Linked DNA regions of Mus musculus: regions 1, 2 and 4 are each linked to region 3. Evidence: chromatin contacts called from public HiChIP or PLAC-seq and promoter capture Hi-C data. All regions are on one chromosome and are shown on one strand. Each heading gives the region's core, a stretch centred on a gene start, on an enhancer-like site or on the middle of the called end of the contact. The rest is flanking DNA. Distances are from core to core; before and after follow the strand shown. Region 1 holds the start of Tsr3 (TSR3 20S rRNA accumulation). Region 2 holds the start of Clcn7 (chloride channel, voltage-sensitive 7). Region 3 holds the start of Mcrip2 (MAPK regulated corepressor interacting protein 2). Region 4 holds the start of Ergic1 (endoplasmic reticulum-golgi intermediate compartment (ERGIC) 1).

Region 1 (6,699 bases), core at 3,832-6,331, 630 kb before region 3:
ACCCTTAGCAACTTCTCATAGCCCTGAAGGTGGAAGAGGTAGGAGGAGTACCTGATAGCATGGGCAAGGGGACAACCCTGAGTGTGCACCCACCTGTGGTGTGATCAGTTCGTCTGCCAGGTCCTGTTCCACCTGGTCCCAGCGCTGCTGCAGGGCCTCTGACAGAGTTGGATACACTACAGACAGCAGGAGCCAGACATTGCAGTCTCCTACCTCCCCCCCCCTTCCCTGGACCCACCCCTACCCAGAGGCCTACCTAACAAAGAGTGGGGATGGCAAACAAGAGGGGTCTCGAATGTCAATGCATAGACACAGGTGCTTGGCTCAGACACGTGGGCCAGTCGGTTGATCTTTCCACAGGTGAGCTCCACCTGAGAAGAGAGCCTGAGTGGCTGGTGGGGGCAGGAGGTTGCTCTCTACCACCTACTTTCCCTGTGGGCCTCACCTTGCTCTGCCGGCTCCGGGAGTGGCAGGAGTCCCCATCAGTCATCCACATGCCCTTGAAGGTATTGTTGATGATTTCCCACTCATGCCAGATGCTGGGGAAAAGGAGCAGCAAAGCAATGATGTGGGGGCCCAGGGAGCAGGTTACCACCACTGCCCTAGCCCAGCTTACCCAAGGATCCCGCTGTAGGCGTTCCAGCGGAAGGTCTGCTCGTGCTGGGTGACGTTGTGGAAAGGGCAGAATTCATACTTGTACCTGGGAACACAGGCACATCAGGAGCTCTGCAGACTCCGCCCACTCCACCCACCAGCCTGGCACTCACGTGGACTCCACTAGGCTAAAGCACTTGCCAGCAAGTCTGAAGAGATGCAGGGGCCCTGGGGAAGAACACAACAGCAGTTAAGCATCGGTATAAACTCTGCTACCCCTAAAGCTGGAAGCTAAGGTAGGCAGGAGAGCACTAACCATCAAGGCCAGAACGCCCCAAGCTCCTTTCCTAAATGATTGGGAATGCAGAGGCAGGCTGACCTAACTCCTAGGGACTGACAAACTCATCTCCAGACCACAGAACTGGTTGTCTGTGGCAGGATTCCCATGCTTGTTCCTGTGGAGGAGGCTCTCAGTATCTGTCTAGGCTACATAATGAGACCCAGTCTCAAAAATTAAAAATGAATGAACAGGGTGTGGACCTTTAATCCCAGCACTCAGGAGGCAGAGGCTGACAGAGCTTTGTGAGTTTAAGGGCAGCCTGGTTTACAAAAGTGAGTTCCAGGACACCCACTGTTATACAGAGAAACCCTGTCTCAAAGAATAAAAGAGTTAAGAAAGAAAATCTAAACTGCAACCTTATTAGAAAGGACCTGCTTTACCACGCAGGCCCAGCTTTGTGATTCAGATCTCTGATCACATGCTAAACTGTACTTAGATGTACAGTCAGTTCTGATGCTCTCCTTGATAACCGAAGCCAGGAGCATGGGTCTTTCTCATGGCTGTCTCTAGCTACTTTATAGCGTCATTTCTGTCTTCACCTTCCTGTTGTGTGATGTCCTCTCAATTCGGGCTGAGTGACTTCCCTTGGTGTTCCTGATAGGACAGGTCTATTGATTCTCCTGCAGGTTCTGTTACTTAAGAAAATACCTGCCTTTTTGAGGTGTGCCAGGGACTCAACCTAGGACCTCGAGCATATATTCTGAAGTTCTATTGACCTGGGGCTGTATGAGAAAAATAAGAACAAAAACTGGGGGCTGGAGAGATGGCTCAGCAGTTAAGAGCACTGACTGCTCCTCCAGAGGTTCTGAGTTCAATTCCCAGCAACCACATGGTGGCTCACAACCATCTGTAATGGGATCTGACACCCTCTTCTGGTGCATCTGAAGGCAGCTACAGATTGTACTTAAATCTTTTTTAAAAATTGGTTCTCTGAAAAGATAGCAATACTGACACCTGGAAGCTGGGTGTGATGGCTTCGTGCCTGTAACCCCAGCACTGCGGAGACTGGAGCAGGACGCACTGGTGTGGTGCTGGTGCCAGCATGGGGAGATGGTGTATTCAGAGAAGTGTGTGTTGTGCAAGCACGAGGAACTGAGTTTGGGTCCTCAACACCCACATAAGAAGCTGGATGCCAGCAATGTCAGTGCTGGACGGGCAGAGATGGGCGGAGTCTCCGCGACTTGCTGGACAACCAGCCTAGCTGAATCCTTGAGCTTTAGATTCAGTGAGAGATCCTGACTCTCAGTAAGTGTTCGGAAGCAGTAGAGGAAGACACCCAACCTTGACCTCGGACCTCCACACAGGCACACACAAACACATTACACAGAAAGAGAATAGGAGGGGGTGAAGAGACGGGTGGGTGGTCGTGAGCACTTGTTGCTTTTGTGAAGGATCCAGGTTCGGTTCCTAGCATGTACATACGTGATGGCTCACAATCATCTATAACCCCAGTTCTAGAAAACCCAATGCCTTCTTCTGGCACAGGTACTTCACACAATATGGTACACAGACAGCAAACAAGCAAAACACCCAGTAAAATAAAAGCTTAAGTAAAAATAAACTGAGCCTGTAAAAATAAACCTGTAGCCAAACTGACTAGGAAAAGCAAAACTGTAAGTAAGTAAGTAAAACTAGAAATAAAAGTTGGGGTATTTGCAACCAACATCACAAAAGTAAAAAGGGTGATTGGTAACTATGAACGAATGGATGTAGTTGAAACTGACAATTTCCTCCGAAACACGGGCTTGCCAAGGGTGGCTTCGAGGAAGCAGCAGGCAGCTGTGAATGAGCACACCTGTGAGGTTAGGCAGCCCATCTCCTAGGCTGAGTAGCCCTTCAACCAAGTAGGTTTCTCTCACCCCCCCTCCCTATCTCCCCATCCTCTCTCCTGCCAAGACTGTCCTGGAACTTACTGTGTAGGTCAGGCCTGGGCTTGAACTAATGATCCTCCTCTGAGGTGCTGGGATAATGGTCTTGTGACAGTCTATGCATACTGTATCTTTTTCTTTCTAATATTGCTATTAAATGAATAAAAATAAACATCTGCAGTACTGGGTTCCTAGCAACATCTGGCCCCTCCTGGCCAACCAAGGAGCTACATGTTAGTTTGGAAGGGCTGTGGAGAAGTCTTACGATTATACACAAATACACGCGCGCGCGCACACACTATTATACACAAATACACACGCACACGATTATACACAAATACGCACGCGCGCACACTCACACAACCTCACAATGTAATGGTAGCAGGACTTAAAACAGTGTCACCTTATGAAAAGGAGAGAAGATGGTAACAGTTGACTACGAGAGGAGCCTGGTAAGTGCTCTGCAGCCCTGAGCTATCTCTTCTTCACGGGATCAAATCTACAAACCAGCTTGCCCAACATGCCTAAGATAGTGGGTCACCAAATCCCCAGAGTGCAGCTAGTCACGTTTTTTTTTTTTTTTTTGGAATCTTTATCATGTATCTACTTATTTATTTATTTATTTTTATTAGATACTTTATTTATATACAATATAAATAAATATTAAATAAATTTATTATTATATATATTTATATATATTTATATTATATATTTATTTATATATAATATAAATATATATATATAAATAAATATATATTTCAAATGCTATCCCGAAAGTTCCCTATACCCTCCCTCCACCCTGCTCCCCTACCCACCCACTCCTGCTTCTTGGCCCTGGCATTCCCCTGTACTGGGGCATATAAAATTTGCAATACCAAGGGGCCTCTCTTCCCAGTGATGGCCAACTAGGCCATCTTCTGCTACATATGCAGCTAGAGATATGAGCTCTGGGGGTACTGGTTAGTTCATATTGTTGTTCCACCTATAGGGTTGCAGACCCCTTCAGCTCCTTGGGTGCTTTCTCTAGCTTCTCCATTGGGGGCCCTGTGTTCCATCTTATAGATGACTTGTGAGCATCCACTTCTGTATTTGCCAGGCACTGGCATAGCCTCATACGAGACAGCTATAACAGGGTCCCTTCAGCAAGATCTTTCTGGCATATGCAATAGTGTCTGGGTTGCCAAGGTTCTTTTATGCTGGCCAGCCCTGAGCCACCTCCAACAGCTTGTCTTTCAGTCCTCCTAGGATCTTAGTCCCAAATTTCCTGTGCTGGTGCCCTCTCCACTCCGTAAGACCTAGAAAGGGCTAGATACACCTGGAGTGTTGAGTCTTCATACCCAACATCCCTAGAGCTTCTAATTGGTCTAAGCACCTGTGGAAAGTAGAGGCTTTAATACCACAAGTTGGAGGCCAGCTTGAGTCTACTATAAAAGACTTTGAAAGACTCTTACCTTAAAAACACAAAAGTAGCCGGGGGTGGCACACGCCTTTAATCCCAGCACTTGGGAGGCAGAGGCAGGCGGATTTCTGAGTTCCGGGCCAGCCTGGTCTACAAAGAGTTCCAGGGCTATACAGAGGAACCCTGTCCCGAAAAACAAAACGAAACAAAACAAAAACCCCACAAAAGTTAGGGATGTGACCCAAGCCTTGAGCGCTTGCTTGCTTAGCCCTAGGTAATCGCCAACCCTGGGAGCGAGAGGGGATTGCAGTTCCAGTATATACTTCAGAGCATTTAAAACACTCAAGTTTGACAAACGAATTCGTAACCCTTCAGCGAGTACATTATGAGTCCTTCATCCAAGGCACCCTTCCCTCCCTAACCGAGAGCTTTTTTCGGCCCCCTCAGTCAGCACCTCGGCCAGCTCCGCACCCTCCCGCGCTCACCGGATACAGCTGAAGGCTCTCTCTTGGGCTGAAGGCGGCTTGCCTGGGGCAAGAACGGGTTATTCAGCCTATGGAACAGAGAAGGTCAGAAGAGCCAGCCAGGCTCGGTCCCCAAGCCGCAGGACCGTGATCCGCTCACCCGAATGTGTTAGGCTCCTCCACCACCTTCATCTTCCCGGCACATGCCGGCGCGGGCCCTGCGGAGCGGGGAGAGAGGTGGTGAGTAGGGAGCGGAGGCGCGAGCGACGCCAGCGCGCGGGGGGCTATGTGCGCGGAGCCACTGACCCTGCGACGCGAGCCCCAGCAACATCAGGAAGCCAGCCAGCCGCCCCGCCATTGCTCCTAGGGTCTCACGGTCACGTGAGTGACAGCCGGAACTGACTCCCCTCAAAACCGGAAGCTGTGCGAGCGCGCACGCGCGCACGCTCTTGAACAAACGCTGGAGCTGAGGATTTCATCTCGGATTTCATCTAACATTATGGGCCGCAAGAAAGTTGCTCGCGGATCCAGGAAAGAGAGCGGTCGTGTTCGGCGACCCTCTGGCCGCTCTCTGGATGCTTTCGCTGAAGAGGTGGGCGCTGCGCTGCGTGGTGAGTTTGGAGCAGTCGGAGCAGCGGGTCGGGCCTGGGAGCAGGCGCTGAGGACCCGGCCTTCTCTCTCTCCTTGTAGCATCCGTGCAGCCCGAGGAGGCCGAGGACCAGGGCGGCCCGGGCCCTGCGGCGCTGCCTTGTGCCTTGGCTATGTGGGAGCTTGGTCACTGCGACCCCAAGCGCTGCACGGGCCGCAAACTGGCCCGTCTGGGTCTGGTGCGCTGCCTGCGCCTGAGCCAAAGGTTTGGCGGTCTGGTGCTCAGCCCAGTAGGCACTGAGTACGTGTCTCCGGCAGACAGGTAGACACCAGAGGCCTGGGGATCGGGGAGGGGTCGGAGAGGGGTTGGAATGCCCTTCCCACCATCTTGTCTTTGTTAAACTGCCCTGTATCAGGAGTATCATTTTCTTCAAGCCTTGCTTATTGGTCTTGGATGTCCACATCTTTCATATGAGCAGAGTTGTATTTAATTTGACCCTTTTCATAGAGCAGGGCTATAGTGTAGAAAGCCTAGGAGAAACATTTGTTGTGTAAAGTAAACACTGTCCAGCTACCCTCAACTGCTTCCTGAAGGGTTCTTTCTACTATTGCAATAAACCATAACTTCGAAATAGCAGAGTGATCTCTCATCTGTAGTGAAGCCAGTCTCCAAGGATGTGCCTTATTTGGGGCCCTAGAACCTACCCTACACTCTCTGACAGACAGCTGGTGGCACAGTCAGGGGTCGCAGTCATAGACTGCTCCTGGGCCAAACTGGACGACACACCCTTTCAGAAGATGCGAGGGAGCCACTTGCGGCTCCTGCCTTACCTCGTAGCTGCCAACCCTGTAAACTATGGCCGGCCCTGCAAACTTTCCTGTGTGGAAGCTTTCGCTGCTGCCTTCTGCATCGTAGGTGAGTTTTGGGTCTGACAGAAGCCTGGCAATGGCAGTCTGGAGGCTGACTGCTTGCCCCCTCCTCCTCCCTCACCTGGAGACTGGGGTTTCTTCTGGCAGAGTCTGAGCAAGGGGGTGGGATGTGAGGAGAATATATTGGGAGCCATTAGAAAACAGCCTTTGTCTTCAGTCTCAGTGCCCACATACAGTCTTAACCTTATGAAGCAGAGGTAGAGGCAAAATGGACCACTGCCTTCCCTGGATGGTGTGTGGGCCCAATGGCTACCCCGTAAGACACAGAGACTAGGATAATAGGACTGTTTCTCAGCAAATGAGAGGAACCTTGGGAACTGTAGAGGAGGTGACAGCTTCCTGAGATAGCAGGCAGGGTCATGCAGTTGTGCTCTCTATAGGTGTCCCAGGCATATCTTTGGTTTTTGTTCCACTAGGCTTTTCAGACCTTGCTGTCATTTTGCTTCGGAAGTTTAAGTGGGGCAAGGGCTTCCTGGACCTGAACCGGGAGCTCCTGGATAAGTACGCAGCTTGCCG
Region 2 (6,521 bases), core at 3,086-5,585, 740 kb before region 3:
TGGCCTCAAACTCAAGAGACCCACCTGCCTCTGCCCCCTGAGCACTGGGCTTAAAGGTGTGTGCCACTACACTGCTACCCTAAGTGAGTCTCTCTTTTCTTTTCTTTTTTTTTTTCTTCAAGACAGGGTTTCTCTGTGTAGCCCTGGCTATCCTGGAACTCACTCTGTAGACCAGGCTGGCCTCGAACTCAGAAATCCGCCTGCCTCTGCCTCCCAAGTGCTGGGATTAAAGGTGTGTGCCACCATGCCAGGCTCTAAATGAGTCTCTTAACAGCATCTTTCCAATTTATTGGTGTGCCCTAGGCCTTCTGCTAAAATCAGCTTCCTAGGCCGCCTGTTCGTGAGTCACAATCAGGAAGAATGTCAGACCTGGAAACCCCAGTGGACACCTCATGGCTGTGATCTTGAGTCATGCTGTCTTCTGCTTCCCTAAGAACCTGAGCTCTTGGTCTCAAGCACAGCCAGTTGAGCGTCCCTCCTTCTCGAACATCCCTTCCTGCTTCTCTTAACACATTCTGGAAGCAGTGTTTGCTTCATTTCATTCTGGCTTCAAGGAGAGTGGGGAGCAACATACTTCTCCTGGAAAGAGCCATCTAGTGATCTAGTGATTGCTGGAGGGACGGCAGGGTCCTGGGATTGCTGATCTGTAGAAGATCCCAAGCAGCAAGCAGGAAAAGCTGGACCTCCAATGGTTTGATTACAAATGTCTTGCTCTCAACCTCGTGGACAGGCTAGAACAGCTGGAAGTAACCAGACACACACAGGCTCAAAGCCAGGATTCGGCAGAGCATTGGTTCTATAATCCCAGCTTTCAGATGTTCAACACAGTCTAAGGGAACCAAGATATCACACCAGTCACTGCAGAGCTTGGGACGTCAGCAGACATGTTCCAGCACAGTTGTCATTCCAGACAAGTAGAAGGTCTTAGATGTGGTCCATTAGTGTTTGGGGCAGTGTGGGAGGACCTTAAGGACAAGCGGAAATCTTAGACAGGCAGTCATGGGAAGTCGGTTGGATTTGGAGATATGTTCATCTGACTCAGCCTCCCAGTGGGGTCATCAAAAGCCACCTGTGTATTTTGAAGTATGAACCTCACCCTTTCTAAGGCCACTAGATTCCTTCTTTCTTTCTTTTTGAAAAAAAAAAAAAAGATTTATTTATTATGTATATGTAAGTACACTGTAGCTGTCCTCAGACATACCAGTAGAGGGCATCAGATGTCATTACAGATGGTTGTAAACCACCATGCAGGGTTGCTAGGATTTGAACTCAAGACCTTCATAAGAACAGTCAGTGCTCTTAACTGCTGAGCCATCTCTCCAGTCCCCTAGATTCCTTCTTTAACCACATCTATTACATTGTTACAATCCTGGCCCTTCAAGGAATCAGTACTAACAAGAAGCCAATGGTCCTCCCATAACCAATTTGTCCACCCCTGTCCATTTCTTGTCCACCCCTGTTCATTTCTCTTCTTACAAAGACTTACAAGGTTCAACAATAGAGCATTTGGCTGACATGTGTAAGACCCCGAGTTTAATCCCTAATAGACAAAAGTCAATAAAAAGAGAACAATAAGTTGAAGGCCCTGGTCTTTTGGGAGCTGTGGGAATTGTACCACTTTGTCAGCAAGGGTTATGGAGAGATCTATGCCCCCAGGCATGACCCTAGGATGACTCTCTCCATTATAACTCCTCCTACATATCCTGCTATGCCACATCTCTACTCTGCTTATTCTTCTGCCAATCCTTTTTCCCCCCAAACTCTATCATCCAGAAAGGCCCAAGCCTGTGCATTTAGCTCAACTGACAACTTAAATGTCCTAGTCTTAAAGAAATTGTGATCAAAGTTTGTATGTGTGTGTGGGGGGGGTGTGAGACAGGGTTTCTCTGTGTAGCCCTGGCTGTTCTGGAACTCACTTTGTAGACCAGACTGGCCTTGAACTCAGAAATCCACCTGCCTCTGCCTCCCAAGTGCTGGGACTAAAGACATGTACCACCACTGCCCAGTTTCTGATCAAAGTTTTGAAGGGATCTAAGTTCAAGCCCCATGGAATACTAATGACCTTAGTTGGACAAGCCAGCTTCATTTCCCAACCTCAAAGCCCAGCAATACAAAAGAGGTTCATGACATCCTTATCACTGTCTTGTAAAATGACAAAACTAAGGTGTGTCAAAGAGGAAACAGCACACACACACACACACACACACACACACACACACACAGAGAGAGAGTCACAGGATAATCATGGGAAAATTCAGAACACCATTTAACTTTCTTCCTCTTATTCTGTGTTTAGTTTTGGTTTTACTTTGAATTGTATGAAAGGAAGGACATTTCCTATAATCCTCTCACCCTTAGAGGTTAAGATGAACTTAAAACTTTCTGATTTGAAAATTTTCAAATAAAAAAGTTTCAAGGTAATATTATATACATGTATATGCATATATATATATATAAAATCTAGGATATATATATGTACACATATATAGATGAATGTACATATATATCCTAGAACCCTTGTTAACTCTCTTACATATGATCTTTGTCACCACTGATGTCCTGAATTGTATTTTAACTATTTTTATAGAATCTTTCTATGTCGTACATATTAACCCCAGCCCTCTCTGATATTTCTCTGTTAAATGTAGCTTTCACATTATATACCTATTTCCTTCATTAAGTGGACACTTTCTTCCTTGCTTCCTTCTACCATCCTCTGTAATGCAACTGCCATGACACTGCTCAGAAGTAAACTTTGTAACATCGTTCTTTCTCTGTAGAGTGCCACCCATGATTACAGTCACTCTCGGGTCCCTGAAGTTGTAGTATCAAATCCCAATCCTTGCCCCTACATAATTCAGGATACATCTAAGAACAACTTTGTTGATGTAACACCGATACTAAGGCAAACTTAATCTTCCTAAAATACTATTGCCTAAAGCAACCTGCGGCTAGTTAATGCCACGCCCATGTGCTGTCCTAGTCTCCTCCTCGGAGGAACCCCAGTCTTTCCTAATTTGGCACTTCAGGGTGCCACGGTCCACCCAAGTCGGTTATGGGGGTCTCTGGAATGAGGGTCCTCAAAGCTAGGTGGGTAAGGATTCGGTGGTGACAAACAGAAACAAACACAGAGGCAGTTTGAATCTGAGTGCATTTTGCAGCTCTCAAGCAGGGGATTTTATACATTAAAAAACCAAACATTACATCTCTTAGAAACTATATCCAGTGAAACAATCACAAATACCAACAAAAATCATTTGGCACAGTAAAGCACAAAAATCATCCAAGCATTACAACTCTGAAACTATGCATTCAGTGAATCACAAACAGTACAGGTAACATCATTATTAATATAAATCATCAAAATATAACAATTCTAAAAGGATGTATTCAGTGGGGGCTGTTGTCCAAGTCTAGTGGCTTATTTCTAGGAGCAGGTTAATAAATCTTTAATGGTCAGTGCTCTTAACCACTGAACTAACTCTCTAGCCCCATGGTCAATTACTATTTAACATCTAGTATCTGGGTTTTTTCTTTTTCTTTTTTAACAAATCTTCAATATGTAAATTCAAACTATTTTAATTCTTTCTAATTAAGGCTTTCTTTACCATACACCAAAATCCACCTCCGATGACACACGTGCAGCCATATGAAATTTTATTGTTGGGAAAGTTTTTATCTATCGTAATAGTTTTGTAAATGATTTAGAAAGTAAGGCATTGTTTTCCCGGGGGATAAGGTCATGTTAGTGGCCCCCATCTCTAGGGTTGGTTTCTTACCCATTATTCTTGCTTAAGATCTTGGCCTAGGCTACCAGGAACATGTAAATAAGAAAAGGAATAAGAGAAAACAAAACATTGCCATAAGAACTACCACTCAATATTTTTTTCTCCGGCGAAGAGTTCCACACCGGTTCCAGGAGGCCTACCCCTTTTGAGGTCAATAGCCTCAGTTTGTGGAACTTGTCATACAGATCCTACTGGAAGTGGTGTGGCATCAGGGTCTCAATCCCTTTCCCGGAATTGCAGCAGTTTGGCTGCCCTTTGAGCACAGGAAACACATGAAGCCAACTTAGTTGAGAGGGACGATTCCAGAACTTTTACAGGTAGTTTATTTTTTTTTTTTCCATATCATCTCTTGGAGGACTAGGCGTGCATCTCGGGCTGGTTCTTCTCTGGAGTTTGGGTCACTGCCTTCAGTGAAGACACTAATTGCTAGGGATTTTGAGTTCTAGGTTTCTACCCTGGGCTGCAACGACCAGTGAACCACAATTCCCAGGAGACTCCGCGCTCCCGGATCTTGCCGGCCTCCGTCGTCAGTCACGTGGGCACCGATGATAGATCACGTGAGACCTGGGCGCGGGTCACGGGAATGCTGCCGGTCTGCCGGCTGTTCTTGTTGAGTTTGGTCCTCAGTGGGCCATGGCCAACGTCTCTAAGAAAGTGTCTTGGTCCGGCCGAGATCGCGATGATGAGGAGGGGGCGCCACTGCTTCGAAGGACAGGGCAGCCTGACGAGGAGACGCCGCTGCTGAACGGAGCTGGGCCGGGCGCGCGCCAGGTGAGGCCCGCGGGCCGGAGATGCAGCCGCCGGGATCGCTGCGCCGGTCCTCAGTGTGCTGGCGGGGCCCAGAGGGAGGCCACGGTGCTCTCCTCTGTTATTTTTTTGAATCCTGGAAGACTTTTATTTTTGATAGCCTCGCACTCATAAACCTCTTCTTTCTTTCTCTTTGAACCCCTTCTTCCCATCTCGTTCCTCAGTGGCTACACCATCAGAGAAAATGATACCCTCTCCTCCAGGAACCGTTGTCGCTGACTTTTCAGCAAGAGATCCCAAGACTTTAACGTTGCTTTTGTTTTTTAATTTTACTTTTCGTGGTGAGGGTCAAGCCAGGGTTTACACATACAAGGCAATCATAACGACCTCAGCTCTGCACCCATAGCCCTTGACGTTTCAAGATAAGGTCTCACAGTGAGACCACCAATGAATTCATAATCCTGTCTCATTTTCCCAAGAACTTGGAAGGCCTGGACTACACGCTTGGTAGTTTTCAATTTAAATGGCAGAATTGTGCTTTCGGTGAAAGTGCCTGTCTCCTTTCTCACAGGAGTAATTCCAGACGTTTGGGACACAATTGCAGTGTCAAGCATCCCCACTCATTTTCTCTTACTACCTAGTTGAACTTGGAATGTGCAGCCAGACATGATAAGCAACAAGTCAGAGGCCAGAGTGTGCTCAGCACTGCGAACAGTTTGTGCCTTCAAATGCCTAGCGTTTAAGACCGGGACAGGCTTGTTTACTTGTGTGCTTTTGCTTCTTTTGCCTGTGTGCATCGTGTTAATTTTGAGTCAGTTACTTATATCAATTCCTTGATGTTAGTCTGTTTTATAACTGTCCTTTACCCTTCCTCCTCCTGATGTTAGAGGTGTCTTAACAAACACTCCTGCTGTTTTAAAGGCTAAGAAGAGCACAAGATAGGGCTACCGCATCAAAACTTACATTTAGGCTTTCTTTGCTAGACCCTTGAAGGTGCAGTGGACAGTGAAAGTCAAAGTCAGCTCCTTGTTGCTGGGAAGCAGCTCAGGCCCTTTTGAAGGACGTGTGCTTGTGACTCCGGTCTGCAGTAGTGATCAGAAATAAGTAAGGTGGTAGAGCTGTGTCTGCCTCCCTAGGGTGTTTCTGGGTGGTGTGATTTGTTATCCCTGTTGTAAAGAAAGTAACCTTTGGGGAAGGGGGCTATTGCTGCTCTTGGAGAAGACTCAAGTTCAGGTCCTAGCACCCAGGTCCAGTGGCTCAACCACTTATAACTGTAGTTTCAGGTGATCTGACCACCTTTTCCTCTCCTGGCCTCCACTAGAGAGGCCTCCACCACACACACACACACACACACACACACACACACACACACACACACGTGTCTCTCTCCAAAAAGAAAGTAACTTTATGTTGGCAACTGGTTTTTAAGAGAGGGAAGAATTTGGAAACTGACAGAGTTGAGTTTGGGCTGAATACATGTGGGTTGTTTTGTTTTTATTTATTTTTGCTTTTCTTTGCAAATAGACAGAGTAAAGAAAGAGTTGATCTTTCCCCCTAAATACCACTATAGCTTTTTTTTTTTTTTTTTTTTTTTTAGACAGGGTTTCTCTGTGTAGCTCAGGCTGTCCTGGAAGCTCAGGCTGTCCTGGAACTCACTCTGTAGACCAGGCTGGCCTCGAACTCAGAAATTCACCTACCTCTGCCTCCCAAGTGCTGGGATTAAAGGTGTGCGCCACCACGCCCGGCTACCACTATAGCTTTTAAATCTGCAGATAATACAATTGATTGGTTGCTGTTAAACAACTTAAAAAATAATTGAGCACCTGCCCCATTGTGGGTTCCCAGGTCTGTGTGCAGGTCACTGAGGTGCATAGGACAGCTTTCTTCCCTCTGGGAACAGGCCCCAACACCTTTCTGGGTCTGTGTGACGAGCCCTGTAGGAATATGTGCAATGAGCACTTTTGTGCCAAGTCCTTAGACAAGAAG
Region 3 (7,219 bases), core at 3,730-6,229:
GGCACAGTGAGCAGGACTGAGGTTAGACAGGTTTGGCCCCTGGCTCTGGCAGCTTGGGACAGCCAAGCCAAGGGAACAACAGGTGCAAAAGTCCAAATGTTGGCACTTCAGGTGTGGCCGGTACCCAGCCAGGCCACAAGGTGGATCGGCGCACCATGGTCCTCTTCTGGCAAAGGGTCCACTATGGCAACATTCCTTCCCGGACAGCTGCTAGGAACAGTTGGTGATTTTAGCCAGAAACTGCTGTGCCCACCACTCATCGAGGTCAATAGGTACAAAGTCTGTGGGTAGAATAAATGTCAGGCAGTGATGCTGCTTTTCAAGCTGGCTGGTACCTCTGCCCTCTAGCTGATCACACCCCCTAATCTGGACTCTAAGCACAGCAATTAATGGAAAACAGGAGACTCTGACCCAGCACCTCCTTCCCCAACTACCTGAGGCTACCTGGTATAGAGGGTTCTTTAGGGATTTGAGGCATAGGAGAAGGCTCACTCTGTAGCCGGGGATCAGGAGTGCTCTCCACATACTGCACAGGCCGTGGGCCACTCTCATCGGCAGGGCCGCCATCCAGTTGTCGCTCTACCTGCTGCCAGGCTGTGGGGGAAGGAACAGTTAGAATGAACCGGGCCCCTGGTGTCCCTCCCACCCCAGCACCTGGGGGCCACCTTGCACTCCAGCCCAGCTCAAGGAATGGACATGACCAGGCAGAGAGCCAAGGAAAAGTCTAGCCCGTGACCTGCTAGGAGTCAGGGTATTGTGGGGAAGGACAAGGCCAAGCCATGGCCACAGTACTGGAATTCTGTGGCCTGAGCCACACCCCCTGGTCCCTTACTACCTTCGGACACAAATCGGACGTTCTCCTCGTGGGCCACTGTGTAGGTCTCTTGGGTCCCCTCGAGGGATGGGGAGGTGGTGAGGGGTCGCCGGCCGTTTACTCGATTGAATACAAGTCTTGGCCCAGAACTGTGGGAGGGTAGGAGAGAGATACAGTTGGCACCAGCCATGTCCAGGAGCTACCTTGCAGGGTTCAAGAGCGGCCCTGGTACATACCCACTGCACCTGCATAGGCCCAGGCCCAAACTAGACCCTTCCTTAACCAGAGCAGCTGCCCTTAGCTGCTTCGAAACAAGGCCTCTCTGCTTTCAGACCCTGAGCTGACTGCAGCTCAGCTCTGTAGCTCTGGGCCCAGGGAAGGTGAGTGATTGCAAGTCAGAAAGAGTCCAGCTCTGTATCCAGACCTTCAGCAGGGGTCCCAGAGACCACTCCTCTGCACTCCCAATCCCCACCAGGCAGGCTTCCAGCAGTCTGGGTCAGACCTCAACATGATCAGAACCTTTTGCCATCTCCACCCATCAAGCATAGTCCCCTTCTTCTAGAGATGTCCTCAATGACACCCCCCACTGTTGAACACAGACCAAACAAGGATGGATCGGCGTTTACTCGTCCCTGTCCCCGGCTGCCCCCAGACCCCTGGGAGAGGAACACAAAATGCTGGGCTGTCTCTTTGGGAAAAACATGACCTTAAGCCTGACCCACTCCTCAAGGCAAGAGAAAAGGGGCAAATTGAATGAGATGCTCCCCCACCCCATAACCCTGTGCTGTACTCTATATCAAGGGGTGTAGGCCCAGGGGTGAGGCCAAGCAGGCCCAGGGCAGGGCAGGGCAGTGCAGGGCAGTACAGGGCAGTAATGTGCCATCTCTGTTGACTGGCGGCAACTGACCAAGCCCTGTGCTCGTGAAGCCTGGGGTGGGGCCACGGAGGGAATGGGGCCGCACCTACAGTAGGAGGTGGGAGTCCTGGGCTGCACCTGCCACTCCGCCAGGCACTCGCGGTCCCGGCAGGCCTGCTCGCCTTCCTGGGCTCAGGTGCCCCACGCCGCTCTGGGTTCCTCCTCAGGTGAGAGGGGCACTAAAATAAAGAGGAGGGTCTTGAGGGGTACAGGGTCCTGCCAGCCCCAGGTCTGGCCAGGTCTGGTGGCTACAGAAAATTTTAGATGTGCCAGTGGAGACCAGAGGAGGCAGGACTCCTCCCAAACCCACGGGTACCTGTGTATTTGGTAAACTAGAGGGCATAAAGGCATTTTTATTTTTTTCTAGACAGGGTCTCTCTGTGTGGTCCTGGCTGTCCTGGAACTCACTCTGTAGACCTGGCTGTCCTCAAACTCAGAAATATGCCTGCCTCTGCCTCCCAAGTACTGGGATTAAAGGCTCAAGCCACCATGCCCCGGTGCATAAAGGCATTCCAAATGGAAACCCCCACCCCCTTGCCTGCAACCACCTCTGCCCCCGAAAGGGCTGAAGCTCAATGCGAGCGAGCTGTTGGGATTGGACACTGAGTCTTTTTATGTCTTTTGTTTGGTTGAGGCGGGATCTAGACTAACAGACATCCTCCTAAGTACCAGGACATAGGTGGGTGTGTAGTAGCACACCTACCTGTGCCTTACATTGATTCTTTAAAAAACAAACAAAAGGAAATCCCAGCCAGGGGCTGTGGATTAAGGTGGTGGCCCTGGAGCTGGAAAGGGCCCCAGAGGGCAAGTGCTGCACCACCATGCTGAGCCCTGCCCAGCTTCTGCTTAGAGGCCGTGGTTATATAAGACCAGGCTCTGTAGGGGAAAGGGCACTAATCCCAGAGTGCACCTGTATCCACTTCTAGGCCCACTGCCTGCTGCAGCACCAGGCCATAGTGCCCCATAGACATCCTCTCATGTACTCTCCTACCCCCTCAAGGTGACCGGTCACTCATCTTTCAGCCTGGGATCTCCCTGCCTGTGACACACAGCGAAGGGCATCAAGATTCAAAATCAATATTTCAAGATTTAGCAGTATTCTGACCCCAGTACTCCCAACCTTGACTCTGTCCCAAGGCTCTTCTGCCCAGTGGTCCCTGAACATTTTCTCAATCTGCTCTTGGTGGGGTAGGTGGTAACATGGTCGCATCTCAAGTCTCCCCCATCTGTCTCTTGCCGCCAGGAGAAAAGAATATGTCAGAGGCACAGGCCTGGCCACCATAACTGGCAGCACCCATGCCTAGCCATTTAGTGGGTTGAAAGCTTCATGATTTTGCCCCACAGCAGCAGGAGAATGACCAGTGCCTCCTGTGTTCCCTGATGCTGGTGGACATGGGTGACTGATGGGTGGCCTTGAAAAGACAAAGGACTAGAGGTAAAATTCCATGTGAAGGTCCTATTGGAGATGGGAGTTCCCAGCCCAGGAAAGGGCCACCTCAGAGGACATAGGGAAGACTCCTTAGCCTATCTCCTCAGTTCCCAGAACTCAGGACAGGAAACCAATCTCCCGGGCGTCAGGTGTTCTCCCTGGTTGCTGACAGATGAGTCCAGGCCTTCACATCAGCTTATCTTACTGAAGCCTTTTTAGAGGAAACACGCAGTGTGGTGTCTCTTGCAACTCAGCATTCTGGAGAGTGTTACTACCTTCTCCTCTTCCTGGACACTGACCCAAATATTGCCACAAGCCTGTCCGTGTTGTCCCCCAACAATAAGGACTTTAAAAGGTGTTTTCCCGCCGGGTGTGGTGGCGCACACCTTTAATCCCAGCACTCGGGAGGCAGAGGCAGGCGGATTTCTGAGCTCCAGGCCAGCCTGGTCTACAGAGTGAGTTCCAGGACAGCCAGGACTACACAGAGAAACCCTGTCTCTGGGGTGGGGGTGGGGGGTGGGGGGTGGGGGGGGTGTTTCCCAGGTAGAGATAGGCCAGTCACCAAGGCAGCTCCAAACTCCCTGTCTGGGTAACCACTTTGTGGTTATACATCTGCACCATAGAGTTCTCCCAGAGACATAAGGGCAATAAGGACATAAACCGATGTCATACGGATGTCCCCTAGGGCAAACACAGGCCACACAGGCATCTCCTACCTATAGCTTCCGAAGCCTAGTAGCTGAGAGCTAAGAGGGGTGGAGCCAGCCACACAGACTCCCCTGCTGAGACGAGTCTAACTCTTGGCCTCCCTCGAGATTGTGGTCTCTTTGGTGCTCTCTCTTAACCGGTTCACATGCCACCTCTACCAGAGTAGAGCCTACATGCCTGCAGAGTCCAGTCTACCGATACAGGAAACAGTAAATGGAGCCAAAGAAGTAAAAGGTTCAGCCTTGGTTGAGTGGGATCACTTCCAGGTCACACTGGCTGAAATCCAAGTAGCTAGGGCTGAACTTCCCTAGACACATTGCGGGTTAGGAAAATCAGAAAACTCTTGGAACCCACAGGCGCGGGCAACTGCTGGGGAGGAGGGCTCCAGTGTCCCAGGGTGTTAGTGAAGGGCAGGGACCTGATAAGACCAGCGGGAACACGTGCGCTTCTTCTGCTCTGCAAGGACAGGGCCTGAAGTCCTTGAGAGCCAGGGCCTTGGGCAACTTTCCCCAACTTTGACCTCGACCACTTCCCAAGGGGTCCAAGTTAGCGGCCCAAGGTCACCAGGTCCCTCGGTTTTGAGTACTTGCGGTCCTTGACAGGCGGGATTGGTCGGAAGCCCTCAAGGCTCCACGTGGCCACCAGGGTCCACTCAAGCCAGCTGGGCCCAGAAGTAGCCGGCGAGCAGAAGTGCACGAGTTGCCTGCGCCCCGCCCCCTGCCCACCAGGACGCGTGGTCCCCATCAACCTTCTCCAAGGTCACCCTCGTGCCCGGCGGCCTGGCTCACCTTGCAAGGGGCCAGGGTCCCTGAGTCTGTGCCGAGGGCTGCAGGTGCGCGGGTAGCGCGGTCGGCGGCACCGGCTGCCGGCATTTCAGGAGCTCGCCAAGCCTGCTCTCCACCTGCTGCTGTGTGGGACCTGCGGGCCGGGGCGGAGGGCGCTGTCAGCCGCCGCGAGCCAGCGGTCAGGACGTCCCGCCTGCCCGCCCGCCCTGCGCACCTGTGCGGCGCTGCGCGACCAGCTTGCTGGGCCCCTTGGTGATAGTGTACATGGTGCGCCGTCCCGCCCGCCCCTGGCAGCGGCCAGATCAGGCACCCTCCACCAGCTTCACTTTGCGGTCCCAGAGGCTCGGCCCCTTTAAGGAGGGAGGACGGGCAAAGGGGCGGAGCGACCCACACACGCCCCCTGCCCTTAAAGGAGCTTCGCCTACTTGGTAGCCTTCCCAACCCTTTGGAAAATTGGCCAAGTCACTAAATTTGAGCTAAGAACGGGTTGTACTCGCCAAGGGGTATGCCATCTCTAGACTGGAGCGTGCATGTGCGAGTGTGCATGTGTGTGCTTGTGTATCTGTCTGAGATTTCAGAGAGAGAGGCTCTTTCAGTTGAGGAGGGCCCTTTGTGTACTAGGGTAGTGCTAGGGACCCTGAACAGTCTCTAAAAACACCAGTATTCCAGCTCATATTTGAGACACCACCACCACCCAGCCAAGTGCCTGGACAAGCCTGGATTGTTGGGGATCACTGTGTCAGGAGTCAGCTTTAGAATGAGTGCTCTAAGAGTGTTTAAGTAGATCTAAAGTACTGTGGAACCAGAAGACCAGGAGAACACAGAGCCCTCAGGGGGTACCCTATTCCTAAAGTACTATACTAACCGCTCTTCAATTCATGTCCTGAGCCTTTTCCCCAACTACTGGGGAAGCTGGAAATTAGGTCTGTGGGGAGAGCCACAGGGTTTCCCAGTACAGCCTGGAAGGAGGAAGAACCCAGCAAGAGTGGAAGCAGCCTGACCCCCCCCCCGTACCCCCCCCCCCCGCCCCCAGGTCTCCTTTTTTTGCTGTTGGTTTTTTGTTTGGTTTGGTTTGGTTTTTTGAGACAGGGTTTCTCTGTGTAGCCCTGGCTGTCCTGGAACTCACTCTGTAGACCATGCTGGCCTCAAACTTAGAAATCCGCCTGTCTCTCCCTCCCGAGTGCTGGGATTAAGGGCGCGCGCCACCACTGCCCGGCGTGATGTGAAGTCTTGAACTGTATCTGCCAAGACTTGTGCTGCCCCTGCCACCAACACCTGGCCTTAAGGTTCCTATTGTCATATTTGAGGAGGGTCAGTCTGCAGGCACTAGGGACTAGGGGAGGCAGGTCTGTCAAGTCTTGGACCACTTAAGCAAGACGAACAGTGAGGAAGGAGTGAGGGTGGGTAGCTGGTCCACCTGAATTCCAGAGTATCTAAGGAACTCCAGGGGACTTTTATCCCAGGTGACCAAGCCTTCATTCCTTTGGCCCTGGGCCTTTGGCCTTACATTATGCAGAGCGGGGCTGGAGAGTGAAAGGCCTTCTCCAGCTCTGAGAAGACTGTTGAGTGTACTAGGGAGGCATGAGACATCTCACTCATGTCTAGTTGATGAGCCAGTGAGTTTATTGCGGTTACTTACTGGAGCATGGGTGACTCTCACTATGTCACCAAAAAGCCCACCACAGTATAGGTGACAGCTCATGAGTGCTGATCCTGGGAGCTTCTTTCCCAACCCTACTTAAGAGTCCCCTCTCGGGGCTGGAGAGATGGCTCAGTGGTTAAGAGCACTGACTGCTCTTATAGAGGACCTGAGTTCAATTCCCAGCAACCACATGGTGGCTCACAGCCATCTGTAATAAGATCTGATGTCCTCTTCTGGTGTGTCTGAAGACAGCCACAGTGTACTCATATTAAATAAATAAAAAATCTTTAAAAAAAAAAAGTCTCCTCTCAGCCGGGTAGTGGTGGCAGCACACAACTTGGGAAGCAGAGGCAGGCAGATTTCTGAGTTCGAGGCCAGCTTGGTCTACAGAGTGAGTTCCAGGACAGCCAGGGCTACACAGAGAAACCCTGTCTCGAAAACAAACAAACAAACAAACAAACAAACAAAGTCTCCTCTCTCCTAGCACTTGGCACCTGGTTATATAGCACCTGGGAATTTGAATCTTGAGGTTTTCCTGAGCTTCACAAGTTTCATATCGCCTTCCTAAGTCTTAAGAGCTTCCCTCCTTCAGAAGGAAATGTTTCAATCTGCTGGTACCAGGCCTGTGACTGCAAAGGTGAGTGTGGATCTGGGAAGAGAGTTAAGGCCTGGAGTTGTACCGAAAGAAAGAAAGAAAGAAAGAAAGAAAGAAAGAAAGAAAGAAAGAAAGAAAGAGTGAGTCTTGGAGCTGAGACGAAAGGATGGACCATCCAGAGACTGCCCCACCCGAGGATTCATCTCATAATCAACCACTAAACACAGACACTATTGCATATGCCAGCAAGATTTTGCTGAAAGGACCCTGTCTCTTGTGAGGCTGTGCCAGTGCCTGGCAAATACAGAAGTGGATGGTCATTGTCTTCTA
Region 4 (6,975 bases), core at 2,974-5,473, 690 kb after region 3:
ACCCAGACACTATTGCAGATGCCAACAAGAGCTTGCTGACAGGAGCCTGATATAGCTGTTTCCTGAGAGGCTATGCCAGTACCTGGCTAATACAGAAGTAGATGCTCACAATCATCCATTGGACTAGAGGGTCCCCAATGAAGGAGCTAGAGGAAGTACCCAAGGAGCTGAAGGAGTTTGCAGCCCTATAGGAGGAACAACATTATGAACTAACCAGTACCCCCAAAGCTCCCTGGGACTAAACCACCAACCAAAGAAAACACATGGTGGGACTCGTGGCTCTAGCTGCATATGTAGCAAAGGATGGCCTAGTTGGTCATCAATGGGAGGAGAGGCCCTTGGTCCTGTGAAGGTTCTATGCCCCAGTATAGGGGAACGCCAGGGCCAGGAAGTGGGAGTGGGTGGGTTAGTGAGCAGGGTGGGGAGGGGATGGGGGGGTTTTCAGAGGGGGAACCGGGAAATGGGATAGCATTTAAAGTGTAAATGAAGAAAATATCTAATAAACTAAGCCTCAGGAGTCACACTGACAATATCCTGTTGACTTACACAGGCTAGACCTATTCACTATGGGAGGTGACTATTCAGAGACTGGGGCTACTGGCAGATGAAGACCACTGGAGACTGACCACCACAAGTACCATAATATCAGTAGTTCCCAAACTCAACTGTTACTAGCTGCTGCCATGTTCAAAGAGGTCTAGAGTAGTCCCACATCTTGTGCCACATGTCTGATTTCCTCTGTTCCATCTCCCACAGTCTCCTAGGTTGGTTAACAGGAGATGGGCAGCTCGCTTTGCTTCCAGACCTCAAAAGTCCCTGCAGGTACATGCAGGTCAGTCCACTCCCATCCTCCCCGACCTATGAGAAGACCATGTGACCATGCTGCTGTAGAAATGTGCCTCCTAGCCGGGGAGTGGTGGCACATGCCTTTAATCCCAGTACTTGGGCGGCAGAGGCAGGGGCAGGGGCAGGGGCAGGGGCAGGGGCAGGGGCAGGGGCAGGGGCAGGGGCAGGGGCAGAGGCAGAGGCAGAGGAGGCAGAGGCAGAGGCAGAGGCAGAGGAGGCAGAGACAGAGGCAGAGGAGGCAGAGGCAGAGGCAGAGGCAGAGGCAGAGGCAGAGGCAGAGGCAGAGGCAGAGGCAGGCAGATTTCTGAGTCTGAAAAAAAAAAACCAAAAAGAAAAAAAAAAAAACCAAACCAAAAAGAAAGAAAGAAAGAAAGAAAGAAAGAAAGAAAGAAAGGAAAGAGAGAAATGTGCCTCCTATACATGTGGACAGGAGCCTGATATAGCTGTTTCCTGAGAGGCTATGCCAGTACCTGGCTAATACAGAAGTGGGTGCTCACAGTCATCCATTGGACTAGAGGGTCCCCAATGGCCCTGGCATTCCCCTATACTGGGGCATAGAACTCTCTGGGTGGCTATGGAAACCTCCACTCAAATTGGGGGTGCAGTCACTAGCCAGTTAATCCAGTCCTGAGTTGTGTTAAGTTCTCCCAAGGAAAATTGTAGGACATTAGGTAATAGTGGACTGGCAAATTCTCTGTGCACTATTTGAGCAGTCAGGTGATTGGGCTGGACGTGAGTGTTACCACTGAGTTCCAGTGTAAGCGTTCAGCAATCCAAAACAACAGTAGTTCCAATAAGATGGATGCTTATTTCAGTCTTATATAAACACATAGAACGGCAGAGTGATAAGACCTGGGCTCTTTCTGTCTTGTTGCTTTGTTCCATGTGGTTTCCATTTGGTGGTTTGAGATAGTGGCATCCACATTCTAGGCAGCCAGCTGCATAAAGCGACACACAGGGCAAAGAGCATACATCAACTCTTCCTAAAGCCACCTTCTCCCTGCATTTCAATAACTTGATCACATAGACATGCCTAGCTGCAAGGGAAGCTGTGAAATGCAAGTTTCTATGTATCCAGCCAAAAACTGGGAGCTTTTTCTCTCTGTGTAAAAGATACCAACACCAGTCAGTCTTTTTGTTTTTGTTTTTTGTTTTTTCAAGACAGGGTTTCTCTGTATAGCCTTGGCTGTTCTGGAACTCACTTTGTAGACCAGGTTGGCCTCGAACTCAGAAATTCGCCTGCCTCTGCCTCTGGAGTGCTGGGATTAAAGGCATGCGCCACCACTGCCCAGCTCAGGCAGTCTTATCGTCATTTACTCTGCTGGGCATTGTTATCCTTGATCATGCTCAAGGGCACATCTGAGATTCTTTAGGAGAATCTGGGCTAAAGATGAGAATAGTCCCCAAGATGTCCAAGAGCTAGTCTCTGGATCATGTTCTAAAAAGGGAAGACATGAGATCAATTGCCCACACCATACAACTTCTGTTTTGGGTTTATCTGTACCCAGTGGTTCCAGAAGGTCCCAGGATGCTTTTTCTTTCTGCTGCTCCCAGGCTCCAGGACTGGCTAAAACTTTCTCATTTCCCATACATAAGAGCATGGGGTGCGGGTGTTTGTTGAATGAATGAATGAATGAATGACGAATGAATGAATGAATAATGAATGAATGGATGAATGAATGGAAGGGGGATTCCGGTTGTCAGAAAGAGAAGAACCTGGTGGAATCGCCCATCACTGCAGACCCTGAATCTTGCTGCCCGCTTATCCTTCAGGAAACCAAGGAGCTTTTTATGTCAGGACACTGCCTCCCTGCCCATCCTGCCTTTTGAACTTGGATCCCCACTTTTCTCCTTAAGTTGTTGTCTTAAATCGCAGCTTTGAAGAAGGCATCAGCAGCAGAACCCAGGGAAGTTCAGAAGTCAGATTTCCCCTACATGGGTGTCCTAGTTTGCTTTTTCTCTGCTGTGATAAACTCCCACCAAAGCAGCTCTGGGAGCAAAGGGTTTATCTGGCTCATACATCCACACGCCCTTCAGGGAGTGAAGTCTGGGTAAGTAGGTACTCAAGGTAAGAACCATGAAGCAGGGCCGGGCGTGGTGGCGCACGCCTTTAATCCCAGCAGAGGGAGGTGGATTTCTGAGTTCGAGGCCAGCCTGGTCTACAAAGTGAGTTCCAGGACAACCAGAGCTATACAGAGAAACCCTGTCTCAAAAAAACCAAACAAAAAAAAAAAAAAAAAAAAAAAAAAAAAAAAAAAAAAAAAAAAAAGAACCATGAAGCAGAAACTGAAGCAGAGACCTGTGGAGGATGGAAGGCTGCTAATGGGCTCCACTGCTCATATGCAGTAGCTTTCTGATCCCAGGATCCCATCCTAGGAATGTTGCTACCCATAGAGGGCTGGGCCTTCCTACATCATTACTTAGGAACTAAGAAAACTTTACACACATACAAGCCCTTAGGCTAATGTAGTGGAGCCATTTCTTCAATCTCTTCCAGGTATGTCAGATTGACAACTAAGACCAGCCAATCACAAAAAGTTTAGAGTTCAGCTGCCTCCTCCTCTAGCCCAGCAAGTTGAGGGAGGTTTTCCTCTGTACTTCTGTGTTTCTGAGAATGGAGGCTCCTAGGGGCAATCAGCGGTATGTTACCATTTCTAACCGTGCAAACTCAGAGCCTCTGGATAACCCTGCAAGTTCCTGACTTCAGGTTGGTAGATGCTCAACGAGTACTGGTTGGCATCAATCCCGAAGAAAGATGATAGAAGTGGCTAGCTAAGCCCAACTCTAACAGGTGGAGAAGCTGTCACTAGATGCCAGGCTGTTCACTAAAGCAGGGCCCCAACTACCTCCTTTGATACCTATGAAAAGTTGAAAAGTGGGATTAACAGTTATACAGATAGAGAAAGGGGTGGTGGTGGATCTCGGGAGCCAGATGGCTTTTCCTAAGAAGCAAGGGATGGGTGGGAGGTGGGTGGACTTTCTCAATCTAGGACTGCGTTGCCCATCCCCCAGTTTTAACCTTCACCCAGAACTAGCACCAAGCATGGACCCGCAATTTGTAGCATTTTTCTCTGATCTTCACAACGCAATGGCTTTGTTTTACAAGCACAAAACCCACTGCCTGAGGCAGAGCGATTTGTCCTGAGGCCCCACTTACGCTAGGAAAAAAGATCAGAGGCCAAAAAGAACCAAAGCGGGAGTCTTGGAGACCTGGGCTTGGGTAGCATCCCACTCTCGGGCCTTCCCATTCAGCGGGCCCTCGGGCCCCTTTAATGGGGCGGCGGAAGGGGCGGCCGGTGGATGTGGCGGCGCCCAATGGGCTGCGTGGAGCGTCACTTCCCGGCGGCGGGAGGCGAGTGGCGAGTGTCGGGCAGGCTGGCGGGGGCGGGGCGGCCGAGGAGGCGTTGGCAGCGGGCTCGGACCCACGCGGCGCTGCGGCCCGCCTGGCCTGCAACGCTCCCACCGGCTCGGCGGCACGATGCCCTTTGACTTCAGGAGGTGAGTGAGGCCCCGGGCCCGAGGCCCTCTGCAGCCGGCGACGACCACCCCCCACCCCCCGTTACGTGCAAATGCGACCCTGGTGCACTGTGCACGCCTCGGCAGGCCCTAGGGGACCGCGGCCTTCCTCGGGGTTCGAGCCCTACCCCCACCCCTCGTGCAGCCCTGGCAAGCCCTCGCACTCTGTTTTCCACGGCGCGGTGTCCCCAGCTTGCCCCTGACATCTTTCATTCCCCTCCCCCAACCTGGGAACCAAATCTCCTCCCAAATCCCAAATAAAAGGAGCTCAGGCATCCTCAGGCTTTCTCCCCAGTCTTCCCTAGTGGACCCTGTCCTGGCTGACAGGTGGGGCCGCGCGCCTGGCTTTGCCCGGTGGGATCTGAGGGCTGCAGCCCCATTCAATCTGGCAGCAGTTGGAGAAGCTTAGTTCTTCAGAGCCTGAGAATCCTCTACCTACCAGATGTGGAGGCCTGTTCCCGCAAGCCATGGGGACAGTGCGGGAAGAGGAGGATGCTGGGATCTCGAGGTTCTGCAGAAGGTTCTTTGCCTCCTGGAACACCATTGTATAGGGCCAGGCCTTCTGGAAGCCTGCATGGGAAGGGCCTCCCCACCAGACATTCCCTTGACATAAGACGCTCTGAGATGCTCTGGGCTGTTGGGATACTTTGGAGCAAAAGGATTAGAAGCCTGGCTGTACCTCTCTACCCAGCTGCTTAGTAGATTCTCAATGTTAGAAGCAAAGGCTTAGGGTGCAGCCCCTCACCGCTCAGCTGGCTAACCCCAGCAGGTGTCTGGGCATGCTCAAAATATTGGTTTCACCTCTTGCAAATTGGTACTAAAAATAAGGTCACCACCTGAAAGACAGGGATTGTAAGGCACCCCTGACCCAGTCTCCATCACATGGAACTCAGAAGTAGGGCATCTGTGACTGAGGAGATCTGTGAGCGCTCCCCACAGCCAGAGAACGGGTATTCCTCCATTGGTCACAGTTTCCCCTCATCCTCCCCCTCTTACTGATGTGTATAGAGGCAGAACAGAGTGACAACCAATCTAAAAACGGCCCAAGATTCGGATCATGTGGTGGCATATGGGCAACCTGGGGTCAGGGCCCAGAGAGGACATTGGTTTCAGACCTCTTAACCAGCCAAAGTGGTTTTTAGCTCACTCTGGGCACTGGTACTATCTGGCAAACCAGCTTCCTGCTTGCTTGAGGTAGCCCCGGGGTCCATACCTGGGCTTAGACAAAAGCATACAGACCATGGTAGCTTTGAACCGAGAGGGCTTTGAGCCAGTTTTAGGGACACCCATTACCACAGTGTGCCCATGCAGAAAGAAGGGCAGTGGGCACATCCAGGCCCCCCCCTCAAACCTCCCAGGGCTGACCGGAAAGGGTCCCAACCCTCCTGTCCCCACACGGTTCTGCAAGTCCTAGGGATTTTGAGTTTGTTAAAGAAGTAACTGTTCTGGTTACTTCATCTTGTCAGTTCTCTGCCCCGCCTGCATGCCCCGCCTGCATGCTGGAAGGGCTGGGCAGATCTGGGCTCCAGTTGGAAGTTTGGGGGCTGGGGGCAGGTGAGATGAAAAAAAAAAAAAAAGGAAAACAGCTGGGGCCAGCTTTAGCCTTGTCAGGGCCTGCTTATTACTGACTAGTTTAAGGCATTGATATTTAAGGAGCACACCGCTCAACTTTCGGCTGCTACTGCCTTGGGGCTTTCTGGATGTGTCTCAGGCCCTGAGTGCCCGGGTGCCACAGGGTTCCCACTAATGCCAGTTGAGAAAGTCCTTGCTTGCTGGGGCTCACTGGAGACCAGTAAGAATGGATTCCCCACCGTTCGATCTCCTCACGCAGGGTGAGCTGTGGGTCCAGCCCATGTCTTTCTTCTCTTTCAGACGTTGACATAGCAGAGCTCTAGGACTCACTGTGAAGGAAGGCTCCGCCGTTCTACAGACCTTTACCACATACAGGGCCACTCATCGGCTTGCTGAGGGTTGTACCCAGTGTTTAGCCACCTGCCACTTGGACTATCATTAGGGGATGGGTGGCATATGGCACAACCCTGTGGAATTGCCAGAGGAGTGTTGCATGTGTGGGGGGGAGGGGGAACGTGTCACATGACTGGGTTCTAGGAGTAGCCACTATATAAGCAAACTTGACATCCATCCCTTTGTCACTGAAGAGAGTGAATGAGTCTTCCTTTTAAACCCTGGTGAGGGTGACCCCTCTGGCAAAAGCACTTTGCATGGATATAGATAAAGCTGGAGTCGGAGTTTGGCCTATTGGCATTGAAGCCTTAGCTCTGGGGCACAAGGGGAATCTTGAAAAGCCACCACTTTGTCAAACCTTTTAATAGTGGGGAGCACAGGGGGCGTACAGTGATTAGAACATCCCCATTTCCCACCAGTTCAAGACCAAGGGGAACCCAGCTTCCTAACTTGGGTGTGTTTTCCTGCCTAGGAAATGGGTATGATCGACATCCTCACATGAGACCAGGTGGCATGTGGGACCAGCAAGCACTGTCCTCTGCCTGCCGCCATTATTGTACCCTTTGACCGAGGCACCTGCTCTGTAATTAGCGAATTCTGCCATCTTCTCTTCCCTTTCATCAGTATCTGACCTCCTAAGGGCCAGGA

The links. Promoter capture Hi-C pulls out the DNA fragments that hold promoters and counts their contacts. HiChIP or PLAC-seq counts read pairs in DNA pulled down with a chosen protein or histone mark.
Region 1: a promoter capture Hi-C map of embryonic stem cells shows a contact between it and region 3, with 2.1 times the contacts expected there. The contact joins the promoter of Tsr3 here to the promoter of Mcrip2 in region 3. A contact is called at or near these places in 5 of 39 promoter capture datasets (cranial neural crest, embryonic stem cells, liver and 2 more), 2 of 115 datasets of contacts at active chromatin or transcription factors (memory CD8 T cells and pancreatic cancer cells) and 1 of 9 other capture datasets (adipose tissue).
Region 2: an H3K27ac HiChIP or PLAC-seq map of bone marrow-derived dendritic cells shows a contact between it and region 3, with 6 times the contacts expected there. The contact joins the promoter of Clcn7 here to the promoter of Mcrip2 in region 3. A contact is called at or near these places in 2 of 115 datasets of contacts at active chromatin or transcription factors (bone marrow-derived dendritic cells and pancreatic cancer cells).
Region 4: a contact with region 3 is called in an HNF4G HiChIP or PLAC-seq map of pancreatic cancer cells. The contact joins the promoter of Ergic1 here to the promoter of Mcrip2 in region 3. A contact is called at or near these places in 2 of 39 promoter capture datasets (embryonic stem cells and stem cell-derived epiblast-like cells) and 2 of 115 datasets of contacts at active chromatin or transcription factors (memory CD8 T cells and pancreatic cancer cells).

Annotation. Positions count from the first base shown.
Region 1 is chr17:25,235,089-25,241,787 of GRCm38.p6, forward strand. Tsr3 (TSR3 20S rRNA accumulation) reads left to right here and starts at 5,082. Exons shown (of 6, transcript NM_026676.3): 1 at 5,082-5,276; 2 at 5,356-5,575; 3 at 5,976-6,169; 4 at 6,600-6,699. The coding sequence starts at 5,165. Gnptg (N-acetylglucosamine-1-phosphotransferase, gamma subunit) reads right to left here and starts at 5,028. Exons shown (of 11, transcript NM_172529.3): 1 at 4,972-5,028; 2 at 4,826-4,883; 3 at 4,687-4,754; 4 at 768-822; 5 at 617-700; 6 at 446-539; 7 at 257-371; 8 at 94-176; 9 at 1-23. The coding sequence starts at 5,023.
Region 2 is chr17:25,129,056-25,135,576 of GRCm38.p6, forward strand. It overlaps Clcn7 (chloride channel, voltage-sensitive 7), which reads left to right and starts at 4,336. Exons shown (of 25, transcript NM_011930.4): 1 at 4,336-4,559. The coding sequence starts at 4,422.
Region 3 is chr17:25,863,759-25,870,977 of GRCm38.p6, forward strand. Mcrip2 (MAPK regulated corepressor interacting protein 2) reads right to left here and starts at 4,980. Exons shown (of 5, transcript NM_026633.3): 1 at 4,867-4,980; 2 at 4,656-4,785; 3 at 836-963; 4 at 493-594; 5 at 1-281. The coding sequence starts at 4,918. The coding sequence ends at 211.
Region 4 is chr17:26,557,289-26,564,263 of GRCm38.p6, forward strand. Ergic1 (endoplasmic reticulum-golgi intermediate compartment (ERGIC) 1) reads left to right here and starts at 4,224. Exons shown (of 10, transcript NM_026170.3): 1 at 4,224-4,344. The coding sequence starts at 4,325. 1700049J03Rik (a long non-coding RNA gene) reads right to left here. Exons shown (of 4, transcript XR_001782188.2): 1 at 4,802-6,975.